2 separate regions of the Rattus norvegicus genome follow, and region 1 is linked to region 2. A link is a contact called in public Hi-C data. All regions are on one chromosome and are shown on one strand. The core of a region is the stretch at or near the end of the contact, and the rest is flanking DNA. Distances in the headings are between cores, read along the strand shown.

What was found. Hi-C and Micro-C count contacts between places; a contact is called where the count stands out from the background.
Region 1: a contact with region 2 is called in a Hi-C map of Schwann cells, with 5 times the contacts expected there. The contact joins the promoter of Lrrc59 here to the promoter of Ankrd40 in region 2. A contact is called at or near these places in 3 of 12 Hi-C or Micro-C datasets (Schwann cells, frontal cortex and liver).

Annotation. Positions count from the first base shown.
Region 1 is chr10:80,067,326-80,070,920 of GRCr8, reverse strand. Lrrc59 (leucine rich repeat containing 59) reads right to left here and starts at 1,759. Exons shown (of 7, transcript NM_001008280.1): 1 at 1,446-1,759. The coding sequence starts at 1,550.
Region 2 is chr10:79,776,922-79,780,909 of GRCr8, reverse strand. It overlaps Ankrd40 (ankyrin repeat domain 40), which reads right to left and starts at 1,944. Exons shown (of 5, transcript NM_001134699.1): 1 at 1,608-1,944. The coding sequence starts at 1,741. LOC134480857 (a long non-coding RNA gene) reads left to right here and starts at 833. Exons shown (of 3, transcript XR_010055747.1): 1 at 833-1,417; 2 at 2,779-2,915.

The DNA of each region.
Region 1 (3,595 bases), core at 510-3,009, 290 kb before region 2:
TCCTTCAAAACCCCCCAGAGCACTTGAAGCTTTCTCTAGTGCCCATTATTTGGTTTCAGGGCAGGAACTGGGTCTAATAAAGCGCTCAGTATTATTTGCTCATTTGTTCAGGTCTCTGTCCAGCAACACGTGTGGGGACTGAGTGCCTTCTCTGGGGAGGTCTCTGGCTAGAGAACACTAGTGTGGGAGCAAGGCCCTCATAGCCTGTCTCTGTTTCTCAGTGGTGTCCAGGACTAGAAAGGTTATGCAGAGCAGACCCTTCTTTGCCCTAAGGACAGACATCACTATAATGACCACATGCCTGGAAGAAATGGTTCCAGATCACTTTCCTTGGGCCAGGCTCAAGTAAATCTGGCCGTCTTCTGGAGAAAAAGGGTGGACATGCAGTCAAGGATGCTAGGCTGTCCGCATCTCAGAGATAAGTCTGACCACAAAGAAGTTCTGGAACCCATGGGGGGGGGAGAACAACCGCTACTTCTATTTGCTACCTTCCAAGTATTTGCATTATGATTTTAATACTCCTAAGTGTATGAAACTGGAACCATTAACACCATCTTATAAATGAGGAAATCTAGACACAAAGGTTGGCTAGTTAACTTGCCAAGGGCATTCAGTTATTGAGCAATGGAGCTGGGATATGAACTGGACACGCCACTCAAACCACCATACTACACAGCCACAAAGGGGGTGGGAGGGAGGAGAGTCGTGGGGATTAGGCCAGATGCCAAGGGCAAATATAATCCCTTAACAGCAATAAGGAAAGTGTAGGTCATCCAAAGTGAAGCTACCATGAAACGTTAGAGCTAGGGAGCACAGAGTTGAGTAAGCACTGATAGAGGATATAGTCCATGTTGGCAACAAATGAAGTGTATGATGTCCCTAGGGCCTCAGGCTTCCAAATGGGATTGGGGGTGGAGGGGAAGGGAGGGTGGGGCGCGATTCCCAACAGTTACAGTGCAGTTGGGACGAGACCTTACCAGTCCTAGAGAGTGATTTCACTTTCTTCAAGGAGGGCCACCTCCAAGCTGGGATTGCAGGCTTCTTAGAAAAAGCTGGGTTCGGCGCCACACCCAGGTTTATCTGGAGGCCTACTTCCTGGGACCAGGTCATTCATTCATCCTCAAACACATTCAGCAACCCTTCTCACGGGTTTCCACTTTAAGGCCCAGCACTAAGCTGGACGTTGCGAGAGCTTCCAAAACAAGGGTAAATTCATTACTGGCCACTAAAAAGCCCAGGATCGGATAGGTAGAGCTACCCTATCTTCTGGAACTGTGCCAAAGTGACACGTGTACATCGCAATAAGAACACTAGGACCGACCGCAGCCTCCCTGGAGACCTAGTTTTGAAAGATCGAGAAACTGAGGCTTAGGAAAGGGGGCCTGTCTGCGTGGGGCCGGCGTCAGGAGTAGGTGGGCTCCCAGGGCTCGTGGGATGGTACTGACCAGCTCCTTGACGGGGACCTCATTCAGGTCGCTGAGACTCAGGTCCAGCTCATTGCCGTCCAGCTTGTCGCGGAGGTTCCCGCCCTTGCTACCGGTCTTGGTCATGATGACGCCGGCTAAGCGGGTCCCTGCTCCCGGTTTCCGACGGGCAGGAGAGAGGGCTAAGAGGCCGCTCGTGGGCTCAGCGGATTCGCACCCAACGGACCACGCCTGCGCCTTAAGTCGCCGCCGCCGCCGCTGAGAGGCCTCCGCCACCCGTCCGCTTGCCCGCCGCACTCCAAGTGCAGGGCCCCGCTCCCACCGGTGCCGCCGCGACGACGACCACTTCCGTGTCCACGTCACCTTCCGCGACCACTGAGATAGGCCGGGCCAGAGAGGCCCGAGCGTGTGCCGGCGCGCCCTCTGCCGTCCAGGCTGGCGAACTGCAGTTGTGGAACGCCACCTCTGCTGGGAGGAGTTGAGTTGCTAGACGTGGCAGTCCAGAGGCATCTGGAGCAGAAAGGACTGAAATTGCACTTTACACGAATTGGGTTTGCATCCGTCATGAGATCATCCCTATCCTCTGGATTAGGAGCCAACTCTGAGGGTGTCCTCCAAAATTTCTCCTAGTTCTCTTCTAAATCCGGTTACTGTTAAACTACCTCTTTCCTCTTCTGCTTCAGCCTCCAGCCGTCCTCCACCTCTGTAATCTCAGCATGAGAGGCAGAAGGATCCCCACCAGTTAGAAGCCAGCCTGGTCGACATAATGAGTTCCAGGCCATCCAGGGCTATATAGCAAGAACCTGTCTTCAGAAAATGAAGGGCCAGCCAGCAAGATGGCTCATCTGGTAAATGTGCCTCCCACCAAGACTGCCAATCCCTTGGACCCACAGAGTAAAAGATAACTGACTCCCTCAAGTTGTCCCCTGATCCCCTGATTCTTACGCCCTGGCATGCACATGTGTGTGTATACATACACACACTAAATACATACATACATACATACATACATACATACATATATACATACATAATTTAAAAATGAAAAGCAAGTTTCTGTTAAATGGATGAAGCATTTTTACCACTACAAATCTTATTTTGCCCCTTTTTTTGTGCAGGGGTGGGTATCTATAGATGTGTGTGGTGTCTGTGCAGGTGTGTTTGTGTGAACATGTAGGCCCTAAGTTGACACTGATTGTCTTCCCTGATCTGCTTCCCACATCCTGGGAGAAGAGACTGAGAGCATGCATACCCACCAGACTTTTATGTTGGTTTCCGGGGACCCAAGCTTTGGTCTTCATGCTTGAGTGACACGTGCCTTCTGCTGAGTCATCTCTGGGAAGAAAATCATCTATCCTCAGCCACACACACGGACTATTTTGACTTAAAGTCCTGCTTCTCTTATCTCATCCTATTACTCCTACCCCCCCCCAAAAAAACGTTTACAGTTCACACACATAATTAGCATATACAGAACTTGCCATTTAGGGGTTCCTCTCTCTCCATACTCCAGTTTGAACTGGAGGCTAGGAAGTAGTCCGATAAATTATAATATGCCATTTCCTAAGGTCTGGGTCAAATTTTTGTTATTGATTAAAGATACAGTCAAGAAGGAAGTCCAGTAGAATGAAAGTGGAGCTCTCCACAATCACCTGCAATAGAGGGGGAAGGATAAAATGGAAATCTATTAAACTTGGGCTAGAGAGATGGCTCAGCGGTTAAGAGTACTTCCAGAGGTCCTGAGTTCAAATCCCAGCAACCACATGATGGCTCACAACCATCTGTAATGAGGTCCAATGCCCTCTTCTGGTGTGTCTGAAGACAGATACAGTGTACTTATATATACAACATAAATCATAAAACAAACAAATCTATTAAACAGGCCCCACCCCCAAAGAGCATCCTCCTTGAAGAGAAAGGTAGGATGAAGCTGAATCTTCCAAAGATTTGGGAAGCTTTCCTTAGGATGATGCATTCTTCCGGCTTTGCCTTGAGGTAGACACCATGACTTCTCTTTATTCCCCCTTTGTCTTTATACAGAGTCCCTCCATAATCTGTGTCCCCTCTCCTGGGTGTAGAGAGTGGCTTTGAGACACTCTCTAATTAAAGAACCTGGCCTCCTTCCAGTGAGCTCCCTGTGAAAGGCGCTGGCACATATATGGTTTTTCCAC
Region 2 (3,988 bases), core at 695-3,194:
AATCTATAGGAAGCCTCATCGGGTTACTTCAAAATCACCTGGCATCCACTGGGTATCTAGCACTTGGTGGGCACTGTGCCGAGGGCATCAGATGTTGGATTCACTTTTCAGCTCTAACAGACAAGTCAGGGCTAACATTCGCACGGAATTACTAAATCCCAAATTTAGTAACTTAGGAGCACTTGGAAAACTGGATGGTTTAATTTTCCTTGGGTCTCAGTTTCTTTATCTTTAAGATGGAGAAAGATAACAATGTCCCCAGATAGTCCTGAGGTAAGCCAAGTGTTTATAACCACATTTGTGCCATAGAGCAAGTTCAGTACATGGCAGCTACTTACTATCCCTCATCTCAATAAACACTAACAACACTTCTGAAATAACTGGGAAACGAAATGACTCAACCAAGACTTCACAGCAGGGCGGACAGGCAGACCCTGCAGCAGGACCAGGCTCAGTATTCTGTACAGCACTGCCCCCCAGTGCCAGAATAGAAATTCACAGCTATCGGATGCCAGGGAAGGCAAACACTACTACAAGTGTTTTTTGCCTGCAAACGCTTCAAAATAGACAAGAAATTAGTGTCCACTGTCTCCTAGCTGTGGACAGCTACCGAGCTAGTTTCTTTAGGGAAAGGACCCGGGTAGCTTTCTTAGGAAATAAGGAAACCTCATTTCTGACTCTGTTACCATACCGAAAATTGTGCAACCAGGGCAAGACACTCTCTGGGGTTCAAATGATCTCCTGCGCCCTTTCCATTTCAAAATGTATGACTCGATTTACAGGGGAGTGGGGTGGGAGGGTTAAAACTCACTTTAACTTTAAACTAGTAAACGAGGCTAGATAAGCATTACCTGGATTAAATAAAAAAAATGTAAAATGTCAAAAAGGGTTTTAAAAAACACGCACTCAGTAACTTGGAACCAAAGACATGAGACAGACCCCGGATTTAATTGGGAAGGAGGCAAATCTGCAGGCAGACATCTAAAGCCTTGGGTGAATTTCTCTATTGGAAATTGTACTAAGAAAACAAAACATTCTACAGGGCAAACAAATGAGTCTCCCCTCAACAGGCAGCTGTAGGCAACAGCCAATCACTGTGGTATTGAAACAACAGAGGCAAAATTATTATGCAAGTGGTGGGGGTTTTGTAGTTGTTTCTTTCCTCCTGGTCTTGGCTAAAGAAATCGTGCTGGTTTTAAGATTGGCATTTGCTGGGTTGCTTATGCTTTCATCTCTGCACGAAGTGTTCTTCAGAAGCGCCCATGGCAAAATAATTCAAGCTTGATGAAATCCAGAGCAGAGTCGCTGAGAATCAAAGCCTCTAGCATCACCATTTGGGCCAAGTTAGCCAGGGGGCGCGGGGGCTGGCGTGGGCTCCAGTGTCCCAGAGGGCGCTGGCCGCAGTGAACCACAGAAGGTATGTATTTGGGAAGGATGCGCTCCTAACTGCACGAGGCAATTGGGGGTAGGGCTAGTCTGGAAAGGGCACAACCTGCGAGGCCTGAGGTACCAGGCTTCACCTTAGCCTGCGTCCTGGGTCACGGCTGACTGCTCCACGCCCCGAGCTAGCAGCCCTGTACCCTAGGCCTCCCCCGCTCGCCACTTACCAGCCGTTGACCTCATTTTGGGAGTTCACATCCACCCCGCTCTCCACCAGTTTCTGCACCTCCCGAATGTCCCCCAAGGCCGCTGCCTCCCGCAGCCTCTCCTGCTGCTCCTTCTGCTCTAGGAGGGCGCTCATCTTCCCCAGGGCCCCGGGCCCCCGGCCGCCCCGCCCTGAGCCTGTCAGCGCCGCCGCCGCCTCCGCGGCCCGCTCCCGGCCATGGGGAGGGAGCGCCGGGCTCGCCCGCCCCACTCGCGCCTCCGCCCGCGCCCGGCCCGGGGCCTCGTGCTCCCTCCCGCCCACCGGCAGATCCCCAGCTGCTCGAGGCCCGCAGGCCCAGGCCTCCACCCCCGCCGCGCCTCCGAAGGCCGGCTCCGGGGGACCCTATTCAGTGTGACAACATTGACCCAGATACTTTTCGTTCCCACCCGCGGCCCCGCCGCCCCGGCCCGCTGTTTATGTAACCACTGCACTGGATTATCTGCTGTGATTCATTGGCTATTTTTAGACCTCCCACCCCACAGCTTCCAGCGAGGAGGACAGACACAGGAATAGTTGGGGGGGCGGAGGGACCCGACATGTTTGAGAGCCAGAAAAGCCGTATCCTCTGGAGCAGGCTGTTTAGTAGGCATTAAAAATAATTGGTGGGTTTCCACCCCCACTCCCCCAAGTTTGGTTAGCTCTTTTTCTATCTGAGTCAATTTTTACCCAGTAGGACGGGAAATGGGCTGAAAACGATCCCACTATAAAATATGCCCATTATTTGCAGAGATTAGATGACACTGTTCTTATTTTTGTCAGTGCTTGGGACCATTCAGCTAGAATTACTTCAGTTATTGTTTTATTTTTACCCCTTATCGTTTTTAGACAGAAATTCTTCCAACTTGGCTTTCATGAAAATTAACGTTGCTTCTGGTTTATAAAATGAAACTCATTATAGCTTTTAAATTATAATTATTCTCGGAGTCATGTAAGGAAAGACGACCGGGAGTGGGGGTGGGGTGCTTAGTCATCCGGGTCCTGATCCTGGGCACTGAGGGTAGAGCTATGGGGTGTTCATAAACAGCGGTGTGCAGTACTCCTTGCCTAATCTAGTTAATGATGTTCAGAGCCTTTGATGGCACTGTTCTACTACCCATTGGGAGAAACAGAAAATATTATTTTGCTGAGCCCAGGTGCCTTGGAGAGATCCCTGATGTGGCACTGGTGAGAACTTTGCAGATGGGGTGAGAAGATTAAGGGAAAACGCCCTGGGGAGGCAGAGAGGAGGGCCTGAACAAAGAGGAGATAAAACACCAAGGGATACATTTAGGTATGGAGTCTTTATTTGCATTTTTCGGGGCTGCCGAGGGCACACAGCATGCATTTGTCTTGTTACTGTTTAAGAAAAAGCAACGTCTGTTTATTAGCACACGGTAATTCACACAGCGCACACTGCACACCAGGAGTGATGAATAGCAACTGACTATAAACACTTAAATCTACCCCAGTGGCAAATTGGACCGCTGCTTGAGCTTATACTTTCGTTTGTTTCCCCAATTTAAATTTTAATTCTCAGATCCAGCATAGTACTCCATCTGAGGCTGATGTGAATGGCATTGAGACTCTATTAACACAATCTGAGGGACAATAAATAGCAATCTTTAAAGGGGGGGGCGGACAATTTACAAAGATCATAGTAGGCTGCTGTTAATAGCTTAATAGAAGAGTATTTACCCAAACAAAGTCCTGGGTTTCATCCTCCAAACTGTAAAAAACAAACAAACCATCAAAGTCAACAGCAGTACCCAAAATTTATGGTTTTTTTGTTTGTTAAATTTTCTTTCCTTAAAAGAATTCTATCTGGGCTGAAGAGATAAGCCAACAGTTAAGAGCACTTGTTGCCCTTGTAAAAGGCCCAGGATTTATTCTCAGCACCAGCATGGTGGCTCACAACCATCTGTAACTCTAGTTCCAGGAGATCTGATGCCCTCTTCGGACTGCTTCAGATTTAAGCACAAGCACACGCACGCGCAAACACCCTGGCAAAACACATGCACATGAAAACAAAACAAAAACCAAATAAAACTTAAAAGGGAAAGAAACAACAGGAAAGGCAACAGAATGTGAGCCAAGAAAATAAGCCAGGAAGCAGCGTTCTCCCTCCGTGGCCTGTTTTTCAGCCCTGCCTCTGGTTCCTGCCCTGGCATCCTTTGACAACAGACTATAAGCTGAAAAATGAATAGCTAAGAGCTGGACAGTGATGGCACATGCCTTTAATTCTGGCACTCGGAGGCAGAGGCAGGTGGATCTCTGAGTTCGAAGCCAGCCTTGGTCTATAGCAAAGGCTACACAGAGAAACCCTGTTTCAAAAGAAAGAAAGAAAAAAGGCAAACTTAGGTCCTC